Regions from separate parts of the Mus musculus genome. Here region 1 is linked to region 2. The links are chromatin contacts, called in public Micro-C maps. All regions are on one chromosome and are shown on one strand. The core of a region is the stretch at or near the end of the contact, and the rest is flanking DNA. Distances in the headings are between cores, read along the strand shown.

Region 1 (5,717 bases), core at 1,824-4,323, 250 kb before region 2:
GAGAGAGCCCACTCCTGAAAATTATTCTCTGCTCCCCACATGCCTGTACCCACAGGCTCTGCACTGCAGTTATACCGGGCTGCTTAGCCTCAGGGGCCATCTGAGGCTAAGCCCCATCAGCCTTAGTTTCCAGTGCAGAAGTCTGTAATCCCGCCCTCTTTTCCCCACCCAGCAGCACAGTCCCCACTGCTTAGTCCAGTGTTCTGGCATTAACATTTTGAAACTCATAAAAATAATTCAAGTGCCATTTTAATTTTGCACAAGGTCTTACATGATAAATGATTACACGCGCAGAGGAAACCAGGCTCTTACAGTATCGGGCTCTGCTTTGTAAATTCACCTTCAAAAGGTTCCATTTTAGTGTTTGCTGAGTATAACACTGTCATAATGAAATGAGGCACTAACATCGTCTTTGATTGTCACCGGGTTATAATGACTATAGTTCATTGATTACATACATTGAAGCAAATATTTTAATTTCTGTTTTTAAAGTATGCGGCTTAAAGTATGTCAGGCAATTGGGACAAAGCACAACCCTTGTCATGCTAGACTCCCTGATGTATGTGTTGAACCTTCTTAATTAAGCTGGTCCTTGATTAAATATTTACTTATTGTTTTTTACAATGCCCATACAGATTAATTCATTAAATTACTTCTATTTAAGTCATTAAAGCTATTTCCTGTGTGGCATTCACCTGTGGTTTTTACCAAGAAAAGGAAATTAGCTGCAGTAATAAAAACCTCTCGTTCATCTTCAGGGATTTTTCTGGATCTCTTCGCCAACATATGATCTTGTCTTAGTGCCCATCTGCCCCTGGAAAGAGTATTGATAGAGTCAAATCTCACCTGTTGCATAGGTAAAGTCTTCCTTTACTAACAGCAGCTATACTTAGAACTGCTTGTTTGCTAATCTAAACAAAACATAATTATTTCTGGCCAATGAAGAAAATAAGAGCGTGGGCTGAAGAGATTGCTCAGTGGTTAGAGCACTGGCTGCTCTTGTAGAGGGGGAAGACCTACGTTCCCAGCACCTGTGTGGTGGCTCACAACTGTCTAAAACTCCGGTCCCAGGGTATCTGATGCCCTCTTCTGGCATTTCCAGATATCTGTATGTACACATAATGTACACACAAGCAGGCAAAACACTCATACCCATAGAAAATAAAAATAAACACATTTTTAAAAATAAGAACATTATGTTTTTTTCTCAGCCTGTATCATCTAAGAACATATTTAAGTGACTCTGAATAAGTAAGTAAGTAAGCCAGAAGAAGATCTAACCAGCTTACTGTAGACATTACCAGGAAGCTGGCCTTCCCGACAGTAGGACGCTGGCCCTCAGGTGGGCACGCCCCATGAAGAGACGCTAATGACAGTGGCTTTTGTGGATCTAGTTCTGAGCACAAGGGAAGCATGAAATGGCTACTTCATAGAACATCTCTAACAAGCCTGATGTTCCAATAAGTCTGTAGTAAATTAGATGGTCATAGCCGTGCTGTTGTTATTTACAATTTAAACCATAGGGCCACTGTTGAAATGTCTCCTGGATTCATGCTTGGATCTAATGATGACTTTCATGGTTCTATCTGTCTCTGGGCCTCACACTGTTCCTAGGGGCATGCCAGCTGCCCCAGCTTAGTACCAGCATTAGGGATGAGTGTTGTGTTCTCATCCCGTGAGTGCACTACTGATATCTATTGTGGTAAGTAACCATTGGGAGTTCCTACCCCACCTTTAATATTTAGTTCCCTAGTAAAAGACATACAATTTTATATTTATAATAAGCCTTAAAAGACTGGCGCTGGGCTGATATCAACCCTCTATGCTATTATGTCTACTTCCCTGTCTTCTTCAATTGGCCAGGCATTGAGAACAATGGCTGTGTTCTCATGATCCACCTACCCATGGAGTCTTCTCCCTTCTCTTTTCTTTCTTTTCCTCTTCGTGGTCTCTGCCCCAGACCCCAAGCCCAGGAACTGAAACTCTGCCTACCTCTCTTCTTCTTTACATAACCAACAGTTTTAAATCAAGGAGCAAAGTTATATAGCACCATTTGGTGTACTTGCTAAGGAGATCCTGATCCTGATGCCCCTCATCAGGGGGCAGCCAAATCTTCAGAACCAGTATTTAGCATTACAATACATAACAACGGATGTCATTCTATTAACATTCTATTAACAGCTACCTTGGAATGTGTCCTGCTGAGTGTCCAACACCTTGCTAAACATTTCCCTTCTTTTCTTATTTAGTGTCCAGACATCCTGGTAGGCACCACCGGAACAACTGTTCACACACACAGAATTTTACTGCCTGTTGGAAAAAGGCTTCTTAACAGGCTGATGATGCAGACAGAGGTACACTTCCTCTGAGAAAAAGCAACCTCTGGGCATGGGTTCAGTGAATGCAATCTGAGCCTGGGAAGTTTCAACCTCATGACACCCATAAATACTTTGCCTGGGGAGCAGCCCAATACCTGCATGTTCAGTTGCCTTCCTCACTTCATAGTGGAGAAGCCAGGGCCTGGAGAAGTCAAGTGACTTGCTCAACATACACATTTGTGAGGCTCGGAGGGTACAAAGACCCAGACCCTGTTCCTAGTCTCTAGCACTGAAGGCGTCATGACATTTCATGGGTGTCCTAGGGACAAGGGAGTAATACTACTTCCAGAGTCCTGTGCCACAGCTGCTTCAAGACAACCCAGGGCATAACTGAGGGAGTTTTGCATGGCATTTCGGCATCTTTGGGTTACTACTGTAATAATAACAATGATTCATGATGACCCTGAACATTTGTGTAGTGCTTTGCAGCTCTATGTTTGTTCATTACTAGAAAAGTAGCTTAGAAAATCAACAGGTTCTCACAAAGATGCACGTATGGAGGGCCACAATGGGCATAGTGATCTCTATTACATTAATTGTACGGTGGAAGAAAAGAAAATTCACATGACTCCTAAAGGTCCAATAGTCAGAAAATGGCAGAGGGAATTTGAACTCTAACTTCTACCCCATGCTTGCTCTTCTGGTCACCATTGTCCATGTGAGCTCAGCTCTATCCATGCCAGTCAGTTACTGTTTATTGAACTGACAGCTCCCAAAATAAACAGCACACCAGACCTGTTGATAAGGTTTCCTGAAATCCAGGCCATGTCCTCACCAGATCTATTGTGTCTGAGGGATGGAGAGAAGGAGGTTGAATGTGTTTTAAAAAACTTTTCCAGGTGATTTAATTGTCTCTTTGACTATAGACTGTACCTGGTATTTCACTCTGGGGGTGACTGAAATGGCTCTGCATGGTAATGGCTACTTCAAGTCCTACCTGTGTTATCACCAAGATCTAATAATAGACATGCCTTGTGCTATCCAGTCTCTGATGGATTGACTAGTGTCATTATGCCAGTGTTCACTTTGCCTTCTACCCTCCCTCTCATCTTATAACTAAAGAAAATGAATGACTGTTATTATAACGTGTTGTGTGACACTATTCCTGGAGAGATACAAACAAAGATCTACTGATCCAGTAAGGAACCAAGGGCAGACCAAAATACTGACATCAGCAAAGTCGAACTTGGTGGGATGAATTTTACGGAGGTTACTTATAAGAGTATGAGTGAGAGTTTACTTACCTGACTCAAACATAGCATCGCCAAAGCCCACCTTAGCATGAGTGATGGCTCATAAAACCCAAACACTGTTCAACAGGTTGGAGAATATATTTTCCAGGCATCTAGGGGAATCTGAGCTGCTTATAAGCAGCTGATCGGATCAATGGAATCCAGGTAGCTTGGCTCCCCTGAGAATATTTCTCTAAAGCCTTTACTACTTAAATAAGCTTGTGTAGGGAGGGGCATAGTTAATCTGGTCAGTTTCAGGGACTTCCTGAAGCTTTTGAGTTATCTACTTCTCCCGACAGATTGCTTCACCTTGCTTTAGAACATTCTGTGTCTTGAGGAGCTTTCCCTTGAAGATGGAAGGTTTTTTTTTCTTTGGAGGAAGTTGTCACACATCAGGCCAAGGTAAAGAAAATGGACCAGCCCTAGTTGACATTTAATTAAATAAATCTTATTTATCTTTTGTCTAAGATACAAAAGTTTCTTGGGGGCCATTGATAAAGAACCTAGGGAAAACAACATATCTTTTTTAAAAATCCCAAATCATAACTTCATATTCAGAATATACCAAGATTCTCATTCACTTTATTTATTCAGCAAATATTTATTAGCACCTAGTAGGAAACATTGCCCCATCTTCTGCTAACTTAGTATTGAACACAACAAATAAAATCTATGATTTGACATGGCTTCCATTTAACTGGTAGAGATGGAAAATAATAAATACATAATTTAATAATAAATAATAATAAAATTATTGTGAGTGTTATAAATATCATGAAGAGAAAAAAAAGGTCAAGGAACTGGAGACTAGAAAGGGTGCTGATTTGGATCAGAGGGCCGGAAACCCCAGTTCTGATAGTTGAATTCCTGGTATCTTAAGCAGTTTTGGCAGATAAATAGAACCATAGAGTAGGTATAAAGATGGGAAGAGAAAATAATAGAAGCCAACAGTATAAGCAAGAAACTTTAAAAGCTTCCCAGAAATGTCCACCTTACTTTGTATCTCAGTTTCACATAAACTTGTTAGTTGCTAGTTTTAAGGCCTAGGGCTCAATGAAGGATGTTGAAAATGGTGCGTGATTCTTTGTTATGTAAACGAGAGAAATTATTTTAGCTCATTCACTTGGAAACGTCTTAAGTGGAATTAACTAAACAAGTTGTCTCTAAGATATCCAATTGAAAAAAATTCCCCAAAACTTGTATTTAAACATAACTGAATGAGGATAAACAATACTGAATGAGTATTCTGTGTCAGATTATTGGTTGTACTCTCTTAAGAATATAAATACGAAAAAGACACAAAATCTATCCCTCAGTGATGAGTGTAGTGGTCATGGATTGAGAAAGCCATTGAAGATGCAGTGGTATATTCATGATCAGTATAGTGGTCATGATGAGTGTAGTGGTCATGGATTGAGAGCGCCATTGAAGATTCAGTGGATTTGGTGAAGGAGGAGTCTTGGAATCACAGTCTGTGAAGGAAGGGCAGGGTTCGAGTAAAGAAGCACAGAAAGTGACATCAGCAATCCTTCCATTCTGCCAAACCTCAGGGAGAAGCAGGTGGGTAAGCCAAAGCCAGAGAGGCAGGCAAGCCACAGGACTGCCCCTTATACTTTGTCTTCTGCCCATAGCAGATACCTGCAGTTCTTAAATAAATTTGGATCATAGGTAATTCCCATCTTAATGACTTTGTGCTGGTGCAAAGATGACACACCTGCAATAGAAATCACCCTCCAAGTTGTGAATGTTGCTCTTTTCTTGATATAGTAGCATGTGGTCTGATTTTCTCTCTGAGTTCTCTTGATCTCTCTTGAGCAGCAGGCATGAGCCGGTGCCCATGCCATCATGAGTGTGCATGCCATCATGGGTGTGGAGTCAACCCATCCTTGACAACAGGCTATTGCCAATGTTGTTGGGTTTTGTTTGTTTGTTTTGCATATTGGTACTTGGAGTTTTCCCATCCACCATTCCTTTGAAACATCCAGCTGTATGCACAAATGAAGTAGCTTTCACTTCATTATAAAACAGACTTTGTGTCAGATGATCATGCCCAAACATAGGCTAACATAACTGAGCCCATTTAAGGTATCCTTGATACCAGCATGAT
Region 2 (5,535 bases), core at 2,328-4,827:
ATCCACAAAACAGCCAGCCATCTCCACACAAGTTCCTTAAGAGATGAACAGAGTCTAACCTGATGCTCAGGTAGACACACAGAATAGAATGGTGGTGCCTGGGATGACTTGCCTTTGTTACTGAGGACTGGTGTGTGTGTGTGTGTGTGTGTGTGTGTGTGTGTCTGTCTGTCTGTCTGTCTGTGTGTATGTCTGTGTATCTGTGTGTACCTGTGTCTGTTTACCTGTGTGTCTGTGTATCTATGTGTGTGTGTCTGTGTATCTGTATGTGTGTCTGTGTATCTTATGTGTGTCTGTGTATCTGTATGCCTCTGTGTGTCTCTGTGTGCCTTTGTGTATGTGTGTGTCTGTCTGTGTGTGTATGTGTGTCTATGTGTCTGTGTCTGTGCATCTATGTGTGTCTGTGTATCTGTGTGTCTGTGTGTGTGTGTCTGTGTGTTTCTGTGTCTCTGTCTGTCTATGTGTGTTTCTGTCTGTGTGTGTCTGTGCATCTGTGTGTGTCTGTGCATCTGTGTGTGTCTGTGCATCTGTGTGTGTCTGTGTGTCTGTGTATCTGTGTGCCTGTGTGTCTATGTGTCTGTGTGTCTGTCTTTTAATCTGTCTCCTTCTGGTATCATTCCTTAGGAGCTTTCTATCTTGTTTTTAAGGCAGTGTCTGTTATTGGCCTGGAACCTATCAATTATGTTAGGGTGGCTGGGCCATCGAGCCCCAGGGACCAGCCTGTGTGTGTCTGCCTCTTTGGTGCTGAGATTACAAAAGCATCATAATGTGGCCTTTTGGGTTCTACAGACCAAACTCTAGCAAGCCCCTTACTGACTACATCACCCAGTCCTCTACTCAGGACTTGGTTTAGTCATTTCTTTTTGTTGCTATGATAAAGACACCAGGACTGGAAGCAATCTGGGGAGGAAAGAATTTATTTGGCTTACATAGCCCTTTCATGGTTCATCACTGGGGGAAGCCAAGACAGTATTGCACTTACCCACAGATAAACATGTAGACTGTTAGTTAACTCTTGGGACCATACGCATACTGAAAACAGTTATATATACACGGCAGCTTACTTGATGGGCCTTGTGTTGCTGTGATAAAGACCACGGCCAAAAGCAACTTGTGGAGAAAAGGGTTCATTTTAGCTTATACCTCAGGTCACACACACACCTTCCATCATTGAGGGAAGTCTGGGCAAGAACTCAAGCAGGAGCTGAAGTAGAGACCATGGAGGAAAGCTGCTTACTGGTTTGCTCCCCCTGCCTTGTTCTGTCTACCTCCTTGATACAACCCAGAACCACTTGCCCAGGGGGACACTGCCAGACCATGGGCTAGACCCTCTCACATTAAACCTTAACCAAGAGGATACTCCACAGAATTACCTACCATCCTGTCTTATGGGGGTATGTTATCAACTGGACCTCCTTCTCCTCAGATGATTCTAACATGTCAAGGTGATAAAAACAGCAACAACAACAACAACAACAACAAAACAAACAAACAAACAACCAGAATAGCATTTCAAATCATCTGCTGCAGAATAGATTAAAATGTCAACAGCTAGAAGCTGGAATTTTTTTTTTTTTAAATCTCCAAAATGTAGACACTACTACAGTCCTGACTCAGGTGACAGCTGTTGGAAGGACTTTTGAGAGGCATCTCAAAGCAGGGGATGGAAAGAAGGTTGCTTCTATACCTACCGACAAGTACACTCTGGAGGCAGGCTAGGATCCAGCAAGCATCTCACCTGGCTTCACCTGCCTGATGCAGGATGCTACTGTCTGAGACAAGCGTGGCTCTACTCACTTGTCTCCTTCTGCTGCGCACGTACCCTGGTATTTTCACAGTAATTACGAAGGAACAGTGTGTATGTGTGTAGGTGTGCCTGGGTGTACGTGAGTGCATGCACTATGTAAGCGTCTTTGTGCTTTTGTGATGCTGACCACAGGCAAGTACCATCCTGAAGCATCAGACCCTCGAAGCTCTTGCTCTATTCTCAAGAAGCCCATCTTCGCCTCCAGCTGATCCCAGTCCAGGGTCATCTAATTTGCATACATTTACATATTTACTGATAGGTCTCCGATTCAGTTAAAGGCATGTTCAGCAATTCACCAGGATGAAAGCCAGGATGGGTTTTTAAATCAAGTTGTCGCTTTGGGTTTTTGTCACTTGGAACCATCTTGCCTTGGCTTTGCTAAGTGGGCTACATAACAGGTCTTTTTCACTTGCTTTAAAATTCTTCAAAGGAAGCCAGGTATAGTGGAGCACCTCTTGAATCCTAGCACTTGGGAGGGAGAGGAAGGCAGACCTCTGTGAATTCGAGGCCAGCCTGGTCTACAGAGGGAGGTCCAGGATGAGCAGAGCTATATATAGTGAAACTCTATCTCAAAAATACCAATAATAAAATAATAATTTAAAATTTCTTCAAAGGAGGGAAAAGTAACTTCATAGCTCACATTGTACAGAGCTTAACAACGTTTGTCAAATCATTCTACTTAATAATAGATCACACTGCTACGAACATCCTTCTAGGTCCTAAAGAGATGGCTCTGTGGTTAAGAGCAGTGGCTGCTCTTATAGAAGACTTAGCTTCTGTTTCCAGCACCCACGTGCCGCTCCCGATGGTCTGTAACTCCAGTTCCAGGGGATCTGACAGTCTCTCTGGCCTCCTCAGGCACTGCAGGCATGTGAAGCACAGACAGACATGCAGGCAAGACCCACATACATTACCAAAAAAAAAGAATTACTTCCAAATGACTGATGTAAAATTGTTAATAAAATATGCCAGCTTATGACCAGAATTATCACTGGATGTGATGGTGACCCCACTGACATTATTGGGGACATGGAGGAGCGCCAGCATCTCAGGCTGTACCCCGATGTTTCTATGCCAGTCAACCATGAACCAGAGGGAACTGTACCAGAAAACCATGAGGGACCAGGGAGGGAGGCACACAGCCAGATGCAGGACTGCGACAGGACTGTGAGCACTGAGACAAAAGACATCAGAAGGTCATCGCAGGATCTTTGATGCCAACATCCATCATCACCATCGCCCTGTCACTCTGCAACACCCCCATTGAGCAGTTCCCCTTCATTGTCAGCAGCGCTGAGACAAGCATTTTTTTTTTCTCCTATAACTTTCTAAATGTTCTCCTTTCTCACCAGCTTCTCCAGCTGGGAATCAGCTGATCAGCCCCTTCTCCCTGAGCCTTCCTGGTGATCAGACCATAGGCTCAGTTGCTTTTTAAATAACTCCCTTCCGCTCACAGGAGAGAACACTTTAACTCAAAGGGGGGAAAATGGCATGTGGATGTGTTTCTACAGCAAGAGACAGGGTAAGATTACAGAAAAACACAGCGTGCTTTGTAGATTTGTGGTTAGTGAGAAGCAATCTGTCTGCCCTCTTTCCATTTACCTGTTTGTGGTGGAAAGTTATTTAGGAGACAGGTTGAGGAGTTGCTCCCGGGGTGGCCTTGGTGACTCTGACCACAGAAAGAGGTGGGACTGAGAACATGAGCATGCAGTTTATACAATGACAGCTGCTCTGCCTCTGGGACAGGCTGTGTTCTCTAAGCAAGAGGAGAGGCAGGCACCAACAAATACCAGGAATGTGGATTGCAGAGAGCATTAGTATACAGCAGATGCTGTAAGAAGGAGGATGATCACAAGGACCTGCTGTGCCAAAGGAATGCGAGGTTTCCTGGTGTCACTCACCAGAGACTTATTTTCCTTTCAAACTATGGTGTGGTCTAACCTTTTTATTTATGTCTCTGTAGGGGAGACTCCATGTGTACCCCAACAGCAGTGTTTCCATTGCTCCCCATTTTCTGTAAGGTAATGTCTGCCACCCTCGGCCCCTGTCACAGCCAATCCTTCTGCCCCATATCCAGTCCTAGGAAACCCGGTTCCTTTACAGCCAGCCTGTGTGATTAGAAATAATCTGTAAAGATTATTTGTATCATTAAAAGAAAAAAGTTCTTGATGTTCCTGGGCTTTGTCCAGGTTCATTTACAAACGTTCATTCCATGAATTTAGTAATAGCTCATACGCTCCTTGGCTTCAGTGTTGAACAGTCATTACATACAAAGAACTGGCTCATACCAGGAGGTGTTCACGAGAAACCTTGGATTGTATTTTTGGGAACTCTTCTCATCCCAGAGGGATTTGTTTTCGGTTTTAAATGTGGGTCCCATTGAGTCTTCCAGAAGCTAAGACGGCAAGCTCGTGAAACTTTCTGAAGAGTGTCACCAGCAGCACCTGTAAATTTCGAGTCACGTGGTTTCCCAGAAACCCCAGGAAGTCATCTCCTCCACTTCCTGTGAGGCTGAGCTGCTGGGAGGAACTATTTTAAATGAGAAGAACCAGACCTATCTGATGGAGAAAGCGGCACGTGTGCACAGAACTAGGTTTGTAAAGCTGTATCCTGACAGGAGAAGAGACATTCTAAACAGAAACACACTTGCTCCTTCCTTGGGCGACCGGACCTCCCCGAAATAAGTCCCCTCCTCAGAATCCAACCACAGGAGAAGGAAAGTAAAGCCGTGGTGCCAGCTAGAGCTAAAGGGGGACCGAACTTGCCTTCTGAGGAGGGATTTCACGGCTCTGACAGCTTAATTACTATATGCATATTTCTGAGATTTTTTTAAGTTTTGTTTTTTTTTTTCTTTCATCAAATTGTAATACCCTTACAGAAAAGAGGGAGAAAAGTAGGTATCTTCCTGTCTCTGTTTGGGCCAAATGTAAATAAATCCTCTTTCCATTATCAGCTTGCTCCTTATTTATTTATTTATTTATTTATTTATTTATTTTTGAAGATGCATTGGCTTTATAAAACTAATACCCCTCGGTAGTGAGGTCTCTTGTTCTATGGCTAAAGGGTAAGGCAGAAAGAACTGCTTTAGGAAGAGAGAAGAAAGTAAGACACCCACACAGCCACCGCCGCCAACACATCAGGGCCCATAGAGTAGCTAAAAGGCTGAGTCGGGGACAGGAGGCCAAATTGGTGCAGAACCTCATACATACGTGGTCACTAGAGCAGGGGACCACAGCATGGCAGCTACTCATCTCTATCCTTCCCCAGCACAAAAGGGACATCTCACACACAAAGGGTAAGAAAAAGAATGCAGCATTTGGGCTCAATGACCTTGTGTGCTCCATTTGGATGTGGTCCCTGGTTAGAAACCAAAGACAGCAAGTGTGTATATAGTATGTATGTATGTGCACCATGTACATGCACTGTCTAAGGGAGCATCAGATTCTCCCGGAACTGGAGTTACAGCAGTTGGTGAGCTGCCAGGGGGATGCTGAGGACAGCCAAGGCTCTTGAACCACTGAGCCATCTCTCCAGACGCAGTCTTCTTAATTTTAAAGGGAAGCAATTGGAGATCACACAATAAGAGACCCGTGAACAGGGTGTAATGTTAAAAAGAATTCATTGGTACCAAAGAAAAAAATGTAATTGGAGGCCAATGCAAATGAATAGAATACATCTGGCAAATTAACCTCAAATAATTTGATAGTATTGCATTGTCCCTCTAGAAA

The links. Hi-C and Micro-C count contacts between places; a contact is called where the count stands out from the background.
Region 1: a contact with region 2 is called in a Micro-C map of trophoblast stem cells, with 3 times the contacts expected there. The contact joins two enhancer-like sites. A contact is called at or near these places in 2 of 484 Hi-C or Micro-C datasets (both in trophoblast stem cells) and 1 of 115 datasets of contacts at active chromatin or transcription factors (fibro-adipogenic progenitors).

The regions. Positions count from the first base shown.
Region 1 is chr5:151,220,362-151,226,078 of GRCm38.p6, reverse strand. It overlaps a transcript of Stard13 not described here. Among named protein-coding and RNA genes, the nearest start is that of Gm52834, 8.4 kb to the left of the region's middle. Within about 2 kb of position 3,073, at least 13 of the 459 cell types and tissues checked have an H3K27ac peak or open chromatin away from gene starts, as enhancers often do. A contact at or near this core is called in trophoblast stem cells, where this site is marked.
Region 2 is chr5:150,968,728-150,974,262 of GRCm38.p6, reverse strand. The region is part of intron 1 of Kl (klotho); the gene reads right to left. Among named protein-coding and RNA genes, the nearest start is that of Kl, 19 kb to the right of the region's middle. Within about 2 kb of position 3,577, at least 24 of the 459 cell types and tissues checked have an H3K27ac peak or open chromatin away from gene starts, as enhancers often do. A contact at or near this core is called in trophoblast stem cells, where this site is marked.